Linked DNA regions of Mus musculus: region 2 is linked to region 1. Evidence: chromatin contacts called from public promoter capture Hi-C data. All regions are on one chromosome and are shown on one strand. Each heading gives the region's core, a stretch centred on a gene start, on an enhancer-like site or on the middle of the called end of the contact. The rest is flanking DNA. Distances are from core to core; before and after follow the strand shown. Region 1 holds the start of Trafd1 (TRAF type zinc finger domain containing 1). Region 2 overlaps Hectd4 (HECT domain E3 ubiquitin protein ligase 4).

Region 1 (7,681 bases), core at 1,720-4,219:
GTGTATATTATTATTATTATTACTATTATTATATTTTTGAGGCAAGGTTTCTCTGTGTAGTCTAGGCTGCCCAGGAACTCACTCTGTAGACCAGGCTGGCTCTGAGAGCCACCCATCTCTGCCTCCGGAATGCTGGACATAAAGCTGTACACTATCACCACTGGCTTGCAAATGAATAAATATAATAAAATATTTATGAACTTTACTGTGTGTAACTATAACCCAATAAAATGTAAACTAACACAAACGGACAGTATGTTTGTCCCAGCAGCTTTGGAGAAGAAGATGGGTTGTGCACTGCCTCCATTGCCAAGGATCCAGAGATTCACTTCCTGCTAGATAAAAAGGAACCTAGGACTCTTGGGATGGCTCTGAGGGTAAATGTATTTGTTTACTCTTGATAACTAGCGTTTAATCTCTGGAACCTACACAGCACAGCGAGAGGAGGGACCTGATTCAGACCCAAAGCCACGCTAACAGCATCCCTGCTACACACTAATGAGTAAAAAGACATTTCAAAGGGAATTCGATTTCATAACCCATTCAGAGTCATGTGTGGTGGTGCATGTCCTTAATGCCAGCACTCAGGCAGACAGCATTGAGGGTTTGAGGCCAGTTGGGTCAATACAGGGAGCTCCAGGGCAGCCAGGGCTATACAGTTAGATCCTGTCTCAAGAGAAAACAAATTTGGTGTTGGTCAGTGACTAGGAGGGTGACTTTTGTTTTTTTTTTTAAAAAGATTTACTTATTGTTACATGTAAGTATACTGTAGCTGTCTTCAGACACACCAGAAGAGGGCTTCAGATCTCATTACAGATGGTTGTGAGCCACCATGTGGTTGCTGGGATTTGAACTCAGGACCCTTAAAAGAGCAGTCAGTGCTCTTAACCGCTGAGCCATCTCTCCAGCCGCTCCCTCCCAGTCCTCCCCCCCCCCACCACCCCCGTGGGTAAAGTTTACTGTCTATCAGGAAGCAGCAAACCCCAAACCATCAAGTGGGAGAAGCTAGAGTTAAAAGCCATGCACAACTTGATCTAATTCAGCAAGTATGGGGCCTCTTCCATGAGGCCCTAGGACAAGCAGGGCCTCAGGCCAGGGATCGGTGAATTTCAGCAGCTGCTGGGATCCACAGAGGGAGGAAGGGAAGGGTCTAGTGGCAAGTACCAGCACAGGAAGCTTCCGGTCAGGGAGAGGCTGAGCCAGGAGCTGAGGCAGGGGTTGGGAAGGTGGGCGTGAAGGGGGTGGTGGTGGTAGTAATGCCAGGCTTTGCAAGGATAAGGGGCTCCCCTCCCCCAGCCTGGCAAAGCCTGGAGCTTGGCTGGGCTCAGAGGGCAGGGCACCACCTCCCTTGGGGCTTTATCCAAAATTCCAAAGTCAGTGTGGAAACTGTCTGAGCCCAGAGGGGATGTTTAGATTAGGACATTCAGATTCAGTTAATCTGCTACACGTGTGGAGACAGGGGGACATCCACGACCAAATCTTATTCATTTTAAGTGCTTTTAGTAGCACATGCTTCCATCATGACATTTTCACACAGGATGTATGAAATAGTTAAGACAGGGATTCTCGGTGTAGCCCTGGCTGTCCTGGAACTCCCTCTGTAGACTAGGATGGCCTCGAACTCACAGAGATCCACTTGCCTCTGCCTCTCCAGAGCTGGGAGGGAGGGGGGTAAAAGGCGTGTGCTACCATGCCGAGCCAAAATCTTTAATTTTTAACAAACCCAAAATTTTAAGCCAAGGTGGAGGCAGGAGGCAGAAGCTGAGGTAACTCAGCATTTCCGCGCTGTTTGTCCTCCTCTTGAGTTGTCCTTTCCTCCCCCAGTAAACTCCAGAGGAGCCTCTGAGTCACTTTCACATCGAGGACTGTGAGTTGTTTCCAGGAGACACGACTGCCATTCTCTTGTTTATTTCTTCAGGATGTATTTATATCACCCTGGGAACACGTGGGGGGGGGGCATCTGGAACTTTCTTCCACTCCCAATGGGAACTTTAAACGATGCCATCGCGTTCAGAAACAGTTTGCTAGTTCAAAACAACCAAAGCCCCAAACAAAACAGAAACACGGGCACCCGCAGCAGTCGCAGAGCCAGCAGTGAGCCCGCAGTTCCCTAAAATATTGAGGGAAATAAAAGCATGTGGCAATTAGCTGGATGCGGTAGCCTCAGCCTGCAAAAACAGCACTGGCGGGGATGGAGGCAGGAGGATATTGATTGAGTTTAAGGTGATCCTTACTACATAGGCAGTTGAGGACAAAATGTTGGGATTAAAAGCATGGGCCTCTGTGCTCTGCTTTTGTTAAGATGATGACGATGATGACGACGACGATGATGATGAGATGATGGTGATGAGATGATTAATCTCTTGATACCCTGACTTACAGCTGGACTTACAGGGGGTTCTGAAACACCTGTTGTGGGTGCTGAACACCAAACTCTCCAAGAGTAGCAAGCGTTCTTAGCCGTGGAGACGTGTCTCTCCAGTCCCACAGCTGTATGTTGTTTGCAGTTTACACGCCAGCTTAGATTTAGAATCCCGCCCCCCCCCCCCGCCCCTTTGTATCCATGAGGTAGGAGGTGCAGGAAGAAGCCACCAGGTCCGGCAAGGAGACCCTGGCTGGCACATCGGAATCTCTGACACCTCGAAGAGGTGTGGCAGGAGGAAGCGTTCATGACAAGGATGACAAGGATGACAAGGTGTGGGTATTAATGGCCCATGACAGAGCGCAAACGCCACCCACCGTCATCGTAGGCTCATCTGCACGTTTGCCCTGCATCATCCTAGCAATCAATGTAGATGCCACCGCTTCCAGAGGTGTGTGTGTGGGGAGCGGAGAAATGACCCTCGGAACCTGCCCCCTGAGCTGTGAGCCAATGGAGGATGAGGAGGCGGACCCGAGGAAACGGCAGCGCTGTGGTCCAATGGACTTCCATCAGGGCCCCACGGCTGGCCAATGGGCGTGGCCCTCGGCGACGGTGGGAAGCGGCTGGGCAGCTGGGCGGTTGTTGGCTCCGGGCGGCGGAGGCGGCGGTGGCGGTGCTGTTCCCGCTGGGCTCGGAGGTGAACGGGGGCGGCGGGGTGGGGCGGGGCGGGGCGGGAGGTGGCGGCGGTGACGCAGGCTCGCGGCGGGAGGCGGAGGCTCGGCCCGCTCCAACCGCCCGGGCCCGCGGAGCGCAGAGCGGCCGCTCCCCGAGGCGCCGCGGTGGCGTGTGGCCCGGCCTGCCTCCGCCTCCCCCGGCCTCCCGGTTTGCTGAGTCTTCCCTGCCGTCGCTAGAGGTCTGTCTGTCCGTCCCGCCGCCCTCTTTGTCTGTGTGCTTTCCCGCAGACACTCACCTTAGGTTATTGAAAACGAACCTTTGCTTGGTTTCCGGGCTTTGCTACACTGGACTCTTGGATTCGTTAAACAGTGTCAGTTTGCCCGGGCGCTGAGGCTGCTGGCGGGTGACTTGACAGTGTCCAGATCAGCCTGCCGCTTTGTTAGCAGTCGGTGCCGAAGTCTATTTCTGTGTCGTGGGAAGGAGTGATGTAAACATCGGAGCTGCCTTGTATCCTGGACGGGAAGCGAGAGAAAGGGCTGGAGCTGACTGCTCTTGCCCTGCGAGCCCGGGTGGGAGGGCCTCAGATTTGACCGAGGAGAAACACCTAAGTAGGCAGTGTCGTACCATTTGATAAGATGTCCAATATTAGCGCTCTGCTTACATTTGGTTTTGCTTTTTTTTTTTTTTTTTTTTGGAACTAGGGTCGAATCCATCCCACGTTGGCCTTGAACTGACTAAGTCGCCAAGATGGTTTTGAACTTGTGATTCTTCTGTCTCTATATCCCTAGTGGTAAATTTACAGGCATGTACCATCATGCCCAGTTTTATGCCTGGTCAGGGAACACAGAGCCCCGTATCGCTTGAGCCCCTGCTAGTTTGATGAATACTCCTGCCAAATGTGTAGAGCCTGAATTTAGTCCAAGAAAACACCAGACAACCCCCGCCCCCAAATGGAAGGATTGATTACAAAATAGCTAGCCAGTAGCTAGAAACTCTTAGTAACTGCCAGTCTTCGCTAGCAGGCTCTGATTAAGGTACTAATTAGCCGATCAAGGCTGTGAGAGATTAGACACGAGAGAGAGCTTTCAAATTAGAGTAAGTAGTAACATCTAAGAGCTTTATGTCACCCAGGACTGAAACTGAACCAAGAAGGGGGATAGTGGTCTCCTCACTGACATTTGAAGAAGGCCTGAGGATTGGTTACATTTAATTTAAAAAAAAAAAAGAATTAGGGTTTAATAACATTAACTTTTACTGAAGTTGGGTGAAGGGCATAAGGGAATTCTTTGTATTTTAAGGCTTGGGGGGGCAACATTTTGTAAGTCTATTTTTTTAAATTGAAAATGAAAAGGCAATGAAAAGGAATACCCTAGGTTTTTCTTCTTTTGCTTGTCATCCCGAGAGCAGAAATGAAACAGAAAGTGATACCTGTTCCTTTGCAGTTTTCAGGAAGAGCTGAGATGGCCGAGTTTCGAGATGACCAGGCTTCTAGGCTGTGTGACAACTGGTAAGACATAGAATCCCATGGTTTGAGGACAAGCCAGCTCTGTAAAGACTTGGGTGGTTTATTGGCAGGCTGTATTGTGTTTATTGGCCGTATGTGATTCTAAACTATGCAAGTCACTGTAACTACAGCCTTTTAATCATTTGGGCAAATGGCTTGTTTAGAATTTGGCAGGAAGATTTCTCTGGGTAGAAGAGGGAGTGGAATGATAAAACTGGGACTTGGGGGCTCTGTTCTGTCTTTAATAACTTAATAAGATGGGTCCAGGGCCGGAGGAGTGGCTCAGTGGTTAAGGGCACTGCCTGCTCTTTCAGAGGACCCAGGTTTGGTTTCCAGTGTCCAGTGGTAGCTGACAAATCTCTGGAACTCGTTTTACATGAGATCCAATAGCCTCTGGCCTCTCTGGACACCAGGGACACAGACACGTATGCAGGCAAAACATCCATACACATAAAATAAAAGAAATAAAACTTTTTTTTTTAAAGATACTTAGCTAGGCGTGGCAGTGCACACCTGAGTCCCAGCACTCAGAAGGCAGAGACAGGAGGATCTTTGTGAGTTCCAGGCCAGTCTGATCTACAGTTTGCTATATAGGGAGACCCTTCTTAAAAACCAAACAAGCAATACTGGAGTGGTTTGGACTCTCACTCACCTTCTTTGGGAGTGGGGGTGGGTAGTGGTAGGGACAGCAGACAGTCCTGTGGCCAGCTCAGCCAATGAGCTACCCTCAGCCCTTATTCACATATAAGATGACTTTTCTTCCCCAGAGACCCTCTTTCTCTGGGTAGCCCTGGCTGTCCTGGATCTCACTTTGTAGACTCACCCTGTGCCCTTGATAACTCCTAGGGATATTTACCTGCCTCTGGGTCCCCAGCGCCAGGATTAAAGGTGTGTGCCAGCACTGGCTGAGAACTGATGCTTTTCATATGTCCAAAAAAAGTGTGGTCATTTTTGTTCGTTTGCTTGAGACCAAGCTGTCATTGAGCTTCATAGAGATCCACATGTGTCTTGCCAGTGTTGTAGAAGGAAGGACTTCCCTCAGTGGTCACGAGGCTGTCTTGGGGTGCCTGGGACGGAGTCTTCCTGACCTGGCTCTATGTGTAGTGATGGAAAAATTTGCTGAGCAGCTCAGGACGAACTTTTTCTTTCTTTCCGTTTTTTGTTGTGGGGGGTGTTTTAAGGCAGGGCCTTCCTACATAGCCCAGGCTAGCCTGGGACTGGATATGTGGGCTCCAGAGTAAAGATGACCTAATTTGAAGACCTTCTGTCTTACCTTCCAAGCACTGGGAGCCGCCATATGTAGTGACAGTAGTAACTGGTCTTTCTCAGGGGTGGGGAGGGGACCCAGGGCTTCTCAGCAGTCCACCTGAGGACTGACAGCATGCGTGTGCACCGCTATGCTGCCTGTGAGTGGGAGGGCATACGAGCTGTGCTCAGGAGACTGTGCAGGACTCGGGTCTAGGAAGCATCTTTACCTGCGGGGCCTGATGTGGCTTCTTCAGGAATTTATCTTGCTGTTTTCCTGCTGGTACATGCTGCATTTTACTTAGTTTGGCTTGGTATTCTTCCTTGGAGACAAGATTTTGCTGTAGCCTACAAGGTGGGTAGCCCCAGAATAGCTGTACATTTGGTTCGTAGGCTAGTATAGCTCCGGGTCCTCCCTCCTGCCTGAGCCTCCCGAGTGCTCGCATCACAGGCTTGCATCACTGGTCCTGGGTCTACTAATTCTCTCTCTTCTCTCTTTTTTATGATTTATTTATTCCTTTACTTCATGTGCATTGTGTTTTATCTGCACATATGTCTGTGTGAGGGTGTCAGATCCAGGCTCTTTTCTTCCCTTAAGATTTGCTTTTTTTTTTTTTTTAAATGTATGAGTGCTCTGCTGCATATACATTGTACATCCATAGGCAAGAAGAGAGCATCAGATCCCATTACAGATGGTTGTGAGCCATCATGCAGTTGCTGGGAATTGAACTCAGGACCTCTGGAGAAGCAGCCAGGGCTCTGCCATCTCTCCAGCCTTGTAATGCTCTTACTTAAAACTAACGGAGAAAGAACTGTGTATTCCGTTTGTGTGCATGCATGCACATGTGTGAGAGTGTGGCTTGCCATTTCAGCAAAACTGGTTGGCCATGAGCCCTGAGTCTGCCTGTCTCTGCCGTGACTCCTGGCATTTACATGTGCCCGGGGATCTGAACACAGGTCCTCAAGCTAGCATAGCAAGCGCTGTACCCACTAAGTAAGCGCAGTGCAGCAGTTGGTTTTGGGCTTCCCTTACCACGTGGTGTAGTGGGGAGACACTGGTGGGGGAGACTGCCCTGCTGATGGGGAGTTTGAGCAGAGCTCCGTTGCTCGCCCTGCCCTCGTGGGTGGCTGAAGGGCATAGTTTAGAGAGTAGCTTTTCACTGGTGCTCCCTGCTTGCCACTTCAGAGAGTCCCCAAGTGTCATTTGCATGTCTGCATAAGTCAGTGGCTTTGTCACCATTGATGTGGATAAAATAAGAAAATGTCACTTGAGAAGCAAAATGGCATGTGGCTGAGCCATCCTGATTCCCAGTCTGTTGTCATTCGAAGGAGTCTGGGACAGTGTATAAATAACTGCTAAGGGATTCAGAAGGCACAGTGCAGGAGCTAGTGAGAACAAGGTTACCTGGTGCAGAGCAACGTACAGAAGAAAAGCAGCTTAGCAGCTTAGCGTGGACGACAGACCTAGCTACACCGGCCTGTCTGAGGAACTATTCACACTGCAGGTTTTGAAAGCTGCTCTGGGGGTGCTGTAGAGATGGCTCAGTGGTTACGAGCTGCTACTACTCCAGCAGAGGACCCAAGTTCAGTTCCTAGCACCCACATCTGGTGGCTCACAGTCACCTATAACTCAAGCTGTAGGTGGAATCGGATGCCTCTGGCCTCTCGGCACCAGCTCTCCTGTGCACATCCCCATGTATGCATGCGTGTAAGAGTATTAACTACATCTTTTGTAAAAGTTTTTTTTGGGGCTGGATAGATGGTTTGGTGGGTAAGAGCACTTGAGCACCCGTTGCTCTTCCAGGGCACCTAGGCTCAGTTTTCCCAGGGTTCAGTTCCCACACTGTGGCTCAAAGCATCCATAAATCCAGTTCCAGGGGATCTGATGCCCTCTT
Region 2 (7,681 bases), core at 2,725-5,224, 55 kb after region 1:
GAGAGACTGCCTGCGGCTACACATGTGTAGCCTTCTCAAGGCCCACCAGGACACTTGAGCCTGGACAGGTCAATCACTCAGAGTAAGAGTGCCCTAGGGGAGCCAGCAGCTGCTCCTTTCAAGGGCAATGTCACACACGGAGGAAGGAGGAAGCAAAAACAAAACCTTTTCGAACTTTGTCGATTGTGAACTTGTTTGCTTCATCTTTAATGTCCTCAATGGTAGGAAGATAAAGGTCTCTGGGGATGCCGCCATTCTCCTCATAGAGGAACTCAACTGTCTGCCGGGCGATGTCCACCATGCCTGCAAACACAGCACACCAAGTAACACCTCAGGGAACACAATCTTCAGACCAAGGGAGCACTGTCCGGTGCCTGGAATGAACCGATGGATGCAGAGCATTCTGTGCCCTGGCTGGGAGGACAGTTTGTACCCTGTTTAGATACTAACTGTGTCACTTCTAGGGCCACAGGTCTGTCCTGCCCAGTGTGACAAAGTCCGAAAGCACCTGAGCCAGGGCAGCAACAGGGTGGGAGGAGCCGGAGTTCCTCAGGACAGGACGATTACCAACAAGGACACGGGACTGTGGTGGCGTTTAACTTGAGCTAACTCTGGAGAACAAACAACAGGGCAACTGTGGAGGCAGGAGAGTGTGAGAGCAGTGTGTGTTTCTGTCTTGCCATCCTTGTGCTACAACAAACACTGTTGAGAGAGGCAGAGAGTGATGCTGAGCACCTACTACCCACTCATGTCCTGCAGGGCCTTTGCTTGCTTGCTTTGTTTTTGAGACAGGGTGACTATAAGGCCCAGGATGGTCTTGAACTCTCAACCCTCCTGTCTAGTATCCAGCTGCTTTGTCTCTTCCCATAGGAAGGAGATTCAGTTATACTTTATAGCAGAAACGGCACTATCGTATTAATGATAGTAAGACATATCCACGGATTTGGAAACAAAACAAAACAGGAAGGCAAAGGACACTGAGTTCAGTGACAAATGGGATAAGACCCATCAAGCCAGATGTCCCATCTGAGGAGAGTCTCTCCTTGTACCGTATCTCAGTGACCCTTCAGGAGAACAAACCACAGCAGACCTAGTTGTAAAGCACCCTTGATCTGGTCTAGGCCCGACTTTCGCTCGGCTTCATTGCGGAAGCGTCTCCGGATGGTAGGGAAAACCTTGGTCTCCCATGCTTTCACCAGCAGGGCGTAGTGGTCCTCCTGTACAGAAAGGGAGCTCATGAGCCGAGGAAGAGCCGTGTGGCTCTACCGCAAGCAACTGCCCTCCCTGTTCAAGCCTGGCCTAAGCACAGACCCTCAGGTCCCTCCCAGCCGCCTCTCCTTCCTTCCCCCATCCCTCCCGGCATGCTCTTCCCTGTCTTCCCAGCCACCGGAGCATTCTCACTGCAGCTTGGGTTCCTGCTGAGCTACCATCAAGGTCCTTCACCTTGCAACACATGGACCTTTGCAGCTCTGCCTAGCAGACATGGCTACTCATGGGCATTTCAGAGAGATGAGATAACTCCTCACACAAGGACATAGCCATGTCCCAAGTCCCAGCCATGAGCCAGGCTGTGGGTCTTACCTGAGGGATGTCATCATCGTCGTCATCATCACTCTCATCATCCGCAATGGGAGGTGGGTGGGGGTCTGGGCCTGAGGTAATGAAATTCTCATAGCTGAGCTCTACTTTATAGTGGCAGGAGGTGTCACTGTCATATTCTGTAACAAAACACAATCCATTCTTTCCTCTCTTCTTTCACAAGGCTAGGGATAGAGTCTTGTTCATTCTAGGCATGGCTTCTACCACTGAGATATGTCCCCAGCCTCTGTATGTCTGTCTATGTATATATCTATGCATTTATATATCTATGTGTGTGTGTGTGTGTGTGTGTATGTATGTATGTACCCACCTATCTGTCTATCTATGCATCTATGGTCTGTGTATCTACCTATCTATGCATCTATGGTCTGTGTATCTACCTATCGAGGCATCTATGGTCTGTGTATCTACCTATCTATGCATCTATGGTCTGTATATCTACCTATCTAGGCATCTATGACCTGTGTATCTACCTATCTATGCATCTATGGTCTGTGTATCTACCTATCTAGGCATCTATGGTCTGTGTATCTACCTATCTATGCATCTATGGTCTGTGTATCTACCTATCTAGGCATCTATGACCTGTGTATCTACCTATCTATGCTTCTATGGTCTGTGTATATATCTATCTATGTATCTAGCCATGTTTCTATGTATCTCTTGGCCTATATATCTAAATGTTGAGATGGGGCTGGCCTTGAGTTTATTATCTTCCTGCTTCAGCCACCCTAATACCTGGGATTATAGGCCTAAATCACCCGAGGTTTATTATAAGTTTTTTACATGATCAGGAAACATTGTAGCACATAGCTTTCTACCCATGTCTGTAATTCTACCATTTTATTATTACTTGATGAGCTCAGTTTAAAGAGATTTTTAATAAGAAGTGACTTAAACAAATGAGTAACACAGTCAAGTGAAGTGATTTCACATAAATGTCTGGGCTCTTCGCTTCCTGTACTATACCTCCCACACCTACAGGGTCAGCACCGTGGAGTGGGCACACTTCCAGTTTTACCTGCCTCCTCTCCCAAGTCTTTCTATTGAGACTGTCTCCCTGCATTGAGGACTTGTCCCAACAGCACTAGCAGCAGGGGGTGGGGTGAGGCAATGAAGAGGCTTACGCTGCTGGGCTGTGGCCACTGCTGCAATCCGGCATGGCGGCCCATGAGTGCCTGGGTCTGATGCAATACTGGTGCCAGCATCGTTGTCACTGTCAGATGCCATGGCGAATGGCAAGGCCTCAAAGTTAGCGCTGATCTCTTCTGCCAGGTCAGTGCACAGGTCGGCAGCATTTCGGTGGGCCTGTCCTTCAGCATACGCAAATGGGCGGGAGCCAAAATTGGCTCGAGTTTTTGTGTTCTAGAAAGAGCAAATAAAGGATTTATCTAGATTTTCTTTCTTTCTGTTGGATTTACAAACAATAAAGTACACTTCAGTGGGCAGGCAGGAGAAGCAAGCCCAGAGTAGGCTTGTGTGAGCTGTGCCTGGAGCGCTGTGTTGTGTGGCTGTCTGCCCCTCCGGCCCTCCCTTCACATGTGCTCGGGTTCCTTGCCACTCACTGTATCTGATATCTTACCCTCTCCTGGTCGACAGACAGGGTTTTGCTATGTAGCCCAGGCTAGCCTCAGACTCTTAATAACCATCCTCTTTTATTTATTTAATGTGTGCGAAAATTTTGCCCATATGTATGCTGTACATCGCATGTGTGGCTGGTGCCTAGAGAATGCCAGAAAAGAATGTGGAATCCCTTGGGACTAGTGTTAGCTAGAGGAACATCTCTCCAGCTCCATCAGTCTTGACTTGGCTCTCAAGAACTGACTTACAAGGCTGCAGCACCGCACGGGCCAGTGGCTGTGCTCTACCCAACAGCACTGCATGCTGCTCCTCTCTCTGCGCCTGGGACACTCTTCCCACTCTTCCCACTGAGACAATGGAGAGCTCCAGGCTTAGCTTACACACCAGGACTGCAGAGGGCAGGGATATGCTTGGCACTTAGAGACTAGATCCTCACTCTAAGGATTTATTACTTTGTGATTACACCCACATGTTCTTGTGATTATCTGACTAATGTCTAGTTGCTCCAATTGATTACAGCGTGACAGAGACAGACAGCATCAATGCCTTGTACTCTGCCTAAGTTCAACATGTTGCTCACACACAGATGCTGGGTAAACATCTGTTGAGTGAATGAAAGCATGGGACATGGAGAGAAATGCCTTCTCCTGAGACAGGAAGCCCAGAGAAGCAGCTTTCTCTGCTTTGAACCTGTGTCCTGCTGCTGACTCCTGCTGAGTTCATGAGGATGGGCATCTGGCTATGGACTGTGGAGTGCATGAAGATGAGGGGCTGCAGCATGTCACCAGTAACAATGCCGGACAGAGCAGCAGGCTTCCCTAGGTGCTCCTTCAAAGTCAACAGCAGCCTGTGTGTATGTGTGTGTGTGTGTGTGTGTGTGTGTGAGAGAGAGAGAGAGAGAGAGAGAGAGAGAGAGAGACAGATGTTGGGAGCCGCCCCCACATTCGCCGTCACAAGATGGCGCTGACATCCTGTGTTCTAAGTGGTAAACAAATAATCTGCGCATGTGCCAAGGGTATTTTTCCACTACATGTACTCTGCCTTTCCCGTGACGTCAACTCGGCCATGGGCTGCAGCCAATCAGGGAGTGATGCGTCCTAGGCGAAGGATAATTCTCCTTAAAGGGGACGGGGTTTCCGCCATTCTCTCTCTTGCTCTGCGCTCTGGCGCTCTGACGCTCTGGCTCCTAAAGATGTAAGCGGGGGGGGGGGGGGGGGGCTTTCGTTTTTGGGGCTTGGGGCTTGCGCTCCTGGCTCCTGAAGATGTAAGCAATAAAGTTTTGCCACAGAAGATTCTGGTTTGTTGTGTTCTTCCTGGCCGGTCGTGAGAACGCGTTTAAGAGACAGAGACAGACAGACAGACAGACAGACAGACAGACTGTGTGTATATGTTTGTATATATGTATGTATGTATGTATGTATGTATGTATGTTTGTATGTGAGCATATGAGTGTAGGTGTGTGTGTGACTGCGTGTGTGACTGTGTTTGTGTTGGGTGCTGGGGAAGAGGAGTGCTGAACTTGTGAGTCTTCCCCAGAGAACCCTCTGAGGATCTGCCATTCTCTGTGACTACAAGCTATTTTCAGACATTTCAGCAGTGCTCCCTTCCTCGTTAAGGAAGGATGGCTCAGGGGAGCTGAGCGCAAGTCCACACCAAGCTCTGGACACAGCTCAGAAGATGCAAGCCTGCAGGGTCCACCAGGAAGGAAGCACACTCACCCTGGCTGCCTGTGCCCGTCACTGTGCAGGAATAGTTATACCAAAGCCCTTTCTTTCCCTTTCTGGTCAGGATTTATTTCTGAAAACAATTTGTTCTTCTCTCCTATCAATGTGACTTGCCTTTTTCTGAATGTGAACCACAGGCCACATGCCACCAGAGACATCTTCTAGGTATGGTGTGAGGCGCTGCCCGCAGTATGTGAAGTACACCCGACCTTTGGCTGGCTGCCCTGGAGGAGGTGGAGTCCCCTCGGTCCTCTCCCAGCCGATTCCTGCCACATCGCCTACAGCAGAAAGCAGGATACAGTTTACTATTTCCCAGTTTACTATCAGGTGACCTTCTAATATGCAATTATGCGATGAGAGCCAAAAGCAGCCCCATCTGTCCCCTGAGTTACAAGATAGAGGCTCTAAGGGAATGGCTTCAGAATATGAGAGCTGTGGTATAAAACTCAGACGACAAGGGCAAGTGTTTACTTTTTACTCAATGACAGATGACCCATTTCCAATTGCTAAGTTTATTTAACTTTAAACCATTTAGGTCCAAGGCTGGCACCCACAGAAGCATGCAGGGTAAGAAGGCCCCACCGCACTGACCAGGAGAGAGTGTGACATCTAAGCGGACGCTCTTCCACTGCAGTAGACTGGAGCCATTGTAGTGTACAGCTCGGCCATTGCTGAAAGGAGAACAAGAAAGTCAAGGCTGAGACTCGTGGAGGGAAGGAGGGAGAGAAGGCAGGGGCCAGCAAGGAAGGAACCCCCGCAGTCAAGAGCAATGCTTTCCCAAACATTCCAACTAGCAAGGTCCACACTTGGCTTGAGGCTACTCTGCTGTTGCTTGAGGATAACAGCTCAACAGACACCAGTCTGCAGAGCAGCAGCATGGTATGTGAATTCAGAACGGAATGGAAAGAAGAAAGACGCACTCCTGCTGCAGGGCTACAAGGAAGGAACCATGGGGAGGAACACAAGCACCAGAGAGAAAAATATCACTTTCTCTCCACATTTCCTCAGTCACACAGCCCCACTTTGGTTCCCTGAATACCCATAACACCTATGGGAAGTCACTCTCCCTGGAATCCTGATCCATGAAAGGGTATCACTATGCAGCCCTGGCTAGCCTGGAACTTACTAACAGACCAGGTGGCCCTCAAACTCACAACGATTGGCCACCTCCTGAATGCTGGGATAAAGGCGAGCCCACCCATGCTGGGCAGCACTTTTCCTTACTTGTGGAAGAGGCAAGTGCCCACTGGATTGGTCCATGCCCCATCTCGCTTCTCAGCTTCTGTAGCGAAGCCAAATGAGACGATTGGTCCAGTGTCATCATCAGTGTCTCCATAGGAAACAATCTCAATTTCCCAGTAGAAAGATGGGGCCTGAAGAGACGGCAGCAGAGGGTGATGTCAGAGGGAACTGGTGGCCAGGCCTAGCACCTGCCGCGTCTTTCCGGTCAGAGGTGTGAGAAAAGGCAGGTCGACAGGAACCTTCTCACCTGAACAGGCAAGGGCGAGGTGGCATAGATGAATGTGCCCCGGGGAAGACCTCCTCCAGCGCTGGGGTCAGCCAGGAAGGTCACAGAGGTGAGGTGAGATGAGAACATGCAGGCACGAACTGGAGGGAACACTCGAGAAGGGCTCCAGGTGATCTCTTTGGGCTGCAATTGGGGACAAAAGGGAGGATTCCACTCAACAAAGCAGATAAATCTCATTAGTCTCTCAGAGAAGAAAATAATTTCTATCTGATATGATCAAAATTTGGGTTCTCTTTTCTCTTTTGCATTTTTGTTATAATGCTGGGAATGGACTCCAAAGTCTTACACCTGCTACTCATGGGGTCTCATTCAATGACACCCTCCCTGTGCATCACCATCATACATTATGCAAGTCTGTCTTCTGGCTCAGGGGCGAGAGCACTGGGAGCTTTCTGGTCTCAGACACTGCATGCACATGGCAGGAGAGACACCAGACACAAAAAGTAAAAATAAATCTTAAGAGAAGCTTTATGTTTTTGGTTTTGGTTTTTCGAGACAGGGTTTCTCTGTGTAGCTCTGGCTATCCTGGAACTCACTCTGCAGACTAGGCTGGCCTCGAATTCACAGAGATCATCCTGCCTCTGCCTTCTGCATGCTCAGGATTAAAGGCATGCGCCACCACACTTAGCATGAACACTTTATGGTTTTGTTTTGTTTTCTAAAGTCTCAATGAGAACTTGTTTTTGATTTTGTTTTTATTTTTAAAAAGAAAAAAGAAAGAAGGAAGGGAAGGGAAGGGAAGGGAAGGGAAGGGAAGGGAAGGGAAGGGAAGGGAAGGGAAGGGGAGGGAAGGGAAGGGAAGGGAGGAAGGTGGGGCAAGCTTCTTTGTGCCCGCCCCACCGAGGTGAGCCCTGAGCCGCAGCTGCTCATCTTCCCACGGCTACTTCACAGGCTCCTGAAGCTGCTCTTTGGTTTTCTCTTTTTATTTTATTTTATTTTATTTTATTTTATTTTATTTTATTTTTATTAGGTATTTTCCTTATTTACATTTCCAATGCTATCCCAAAAGTCCCCCATACCCTCCCCCCCACTCCCCTACCCGCCCACTCCCATTTTTTGGCCCTGGCGTTCCCCTGTACTGGGGCATATAAAGTTTGCAAGTCCAATGGGCCTCTCTTTCCAGTGATGGCCGACTAGGCCATCTTTTGATACATATGCAGCTAGAGTCAAGAGCTCCGGGGTACTGGTTAGTTCATAATGTTGTTCCACCTATAGGGTTGCAGATCCCTTTAGCTCCTTGGGTACTTTC

Evidence for each region. Promoter capture Hi-C pulls out the DNA fragments that hold promoters and counts their contacts.
Region 2: a promoter capture Hi-C map of embryonic stem cells shows a contact between it and region 1. The contact joins the enhancer-like site here to the promoter of Trafd1 in region 1. A contact is called at or near these places in 19 of 39 promoter capture datasets (the 3T3-L1 cell line, 3T3-L1-derived adipocytes, the HPC-7 cell line and 11 more), 9 of 484 Hi-C or Micro-C datasets (CD4 T cells, CD4 single positive thymocytes, CD8 T cells and 5 more), 3 of 115 datasets of contacts at active chromatin or transcription factors (the SCID.adh cell line, embryonic stem cells and forebrain) and 3 of 9 other capture datasets (adipose tissue, liver and pancreatic islet).

Annotation. Positions count from the first base shown.
Region 1 is chr5:121,380,903-121,388,583 of GRCm38.p6, reverse strand. It overlaps Trafd1 (TRAF type zinc finger domain containing 1), which reads left to right and starts at 2,969. Exons shown (of 12, transcript NM_001163470.1): 1 at 2,969-3,059; 2 at 4,480-4,544. The coding sequence starts at 4,498. Gm42020 (predicted gene, 42020) reads right to left here and starts at 3,071. Exons shown (of 2, transcript NR_168130.1): 1 at 2,740-3,071; 2 at 1,694-2,110.
Region 2 is chr5:121,326,959-121,334,639 of GRCm38.p6, reverse strand. It overlaps Hectd4 (HECT domain E3 ubiquitin protein ligase 4), which reads right to left. Exons shown (of 76, transcript NM_181421.4): 46 at 6,394-6,555; 47 at 6,129-6,277; 48 at 5,496-5,575; 49 at 5,019-5,182; 50 at 2,727-2,964; 51 at 1,582-1,718; 52 at 1,091-1,217; 53 at 166-303. Among named protein-coding and RNA genes, the nearest start is that of Gm24671, 26 kb to the left of the region's middle. Within about 2 kb of position 3,974, at least 91 of the 459 cell types and tissues checked have an H3K27ac peak or open chromatin away from gene starts, as enhancers often do. A contact at or near this core is called in CD4 single positive thymocytes, CD8 T cells, bone marrow-derived macrophages and 2 more, where this site is marked.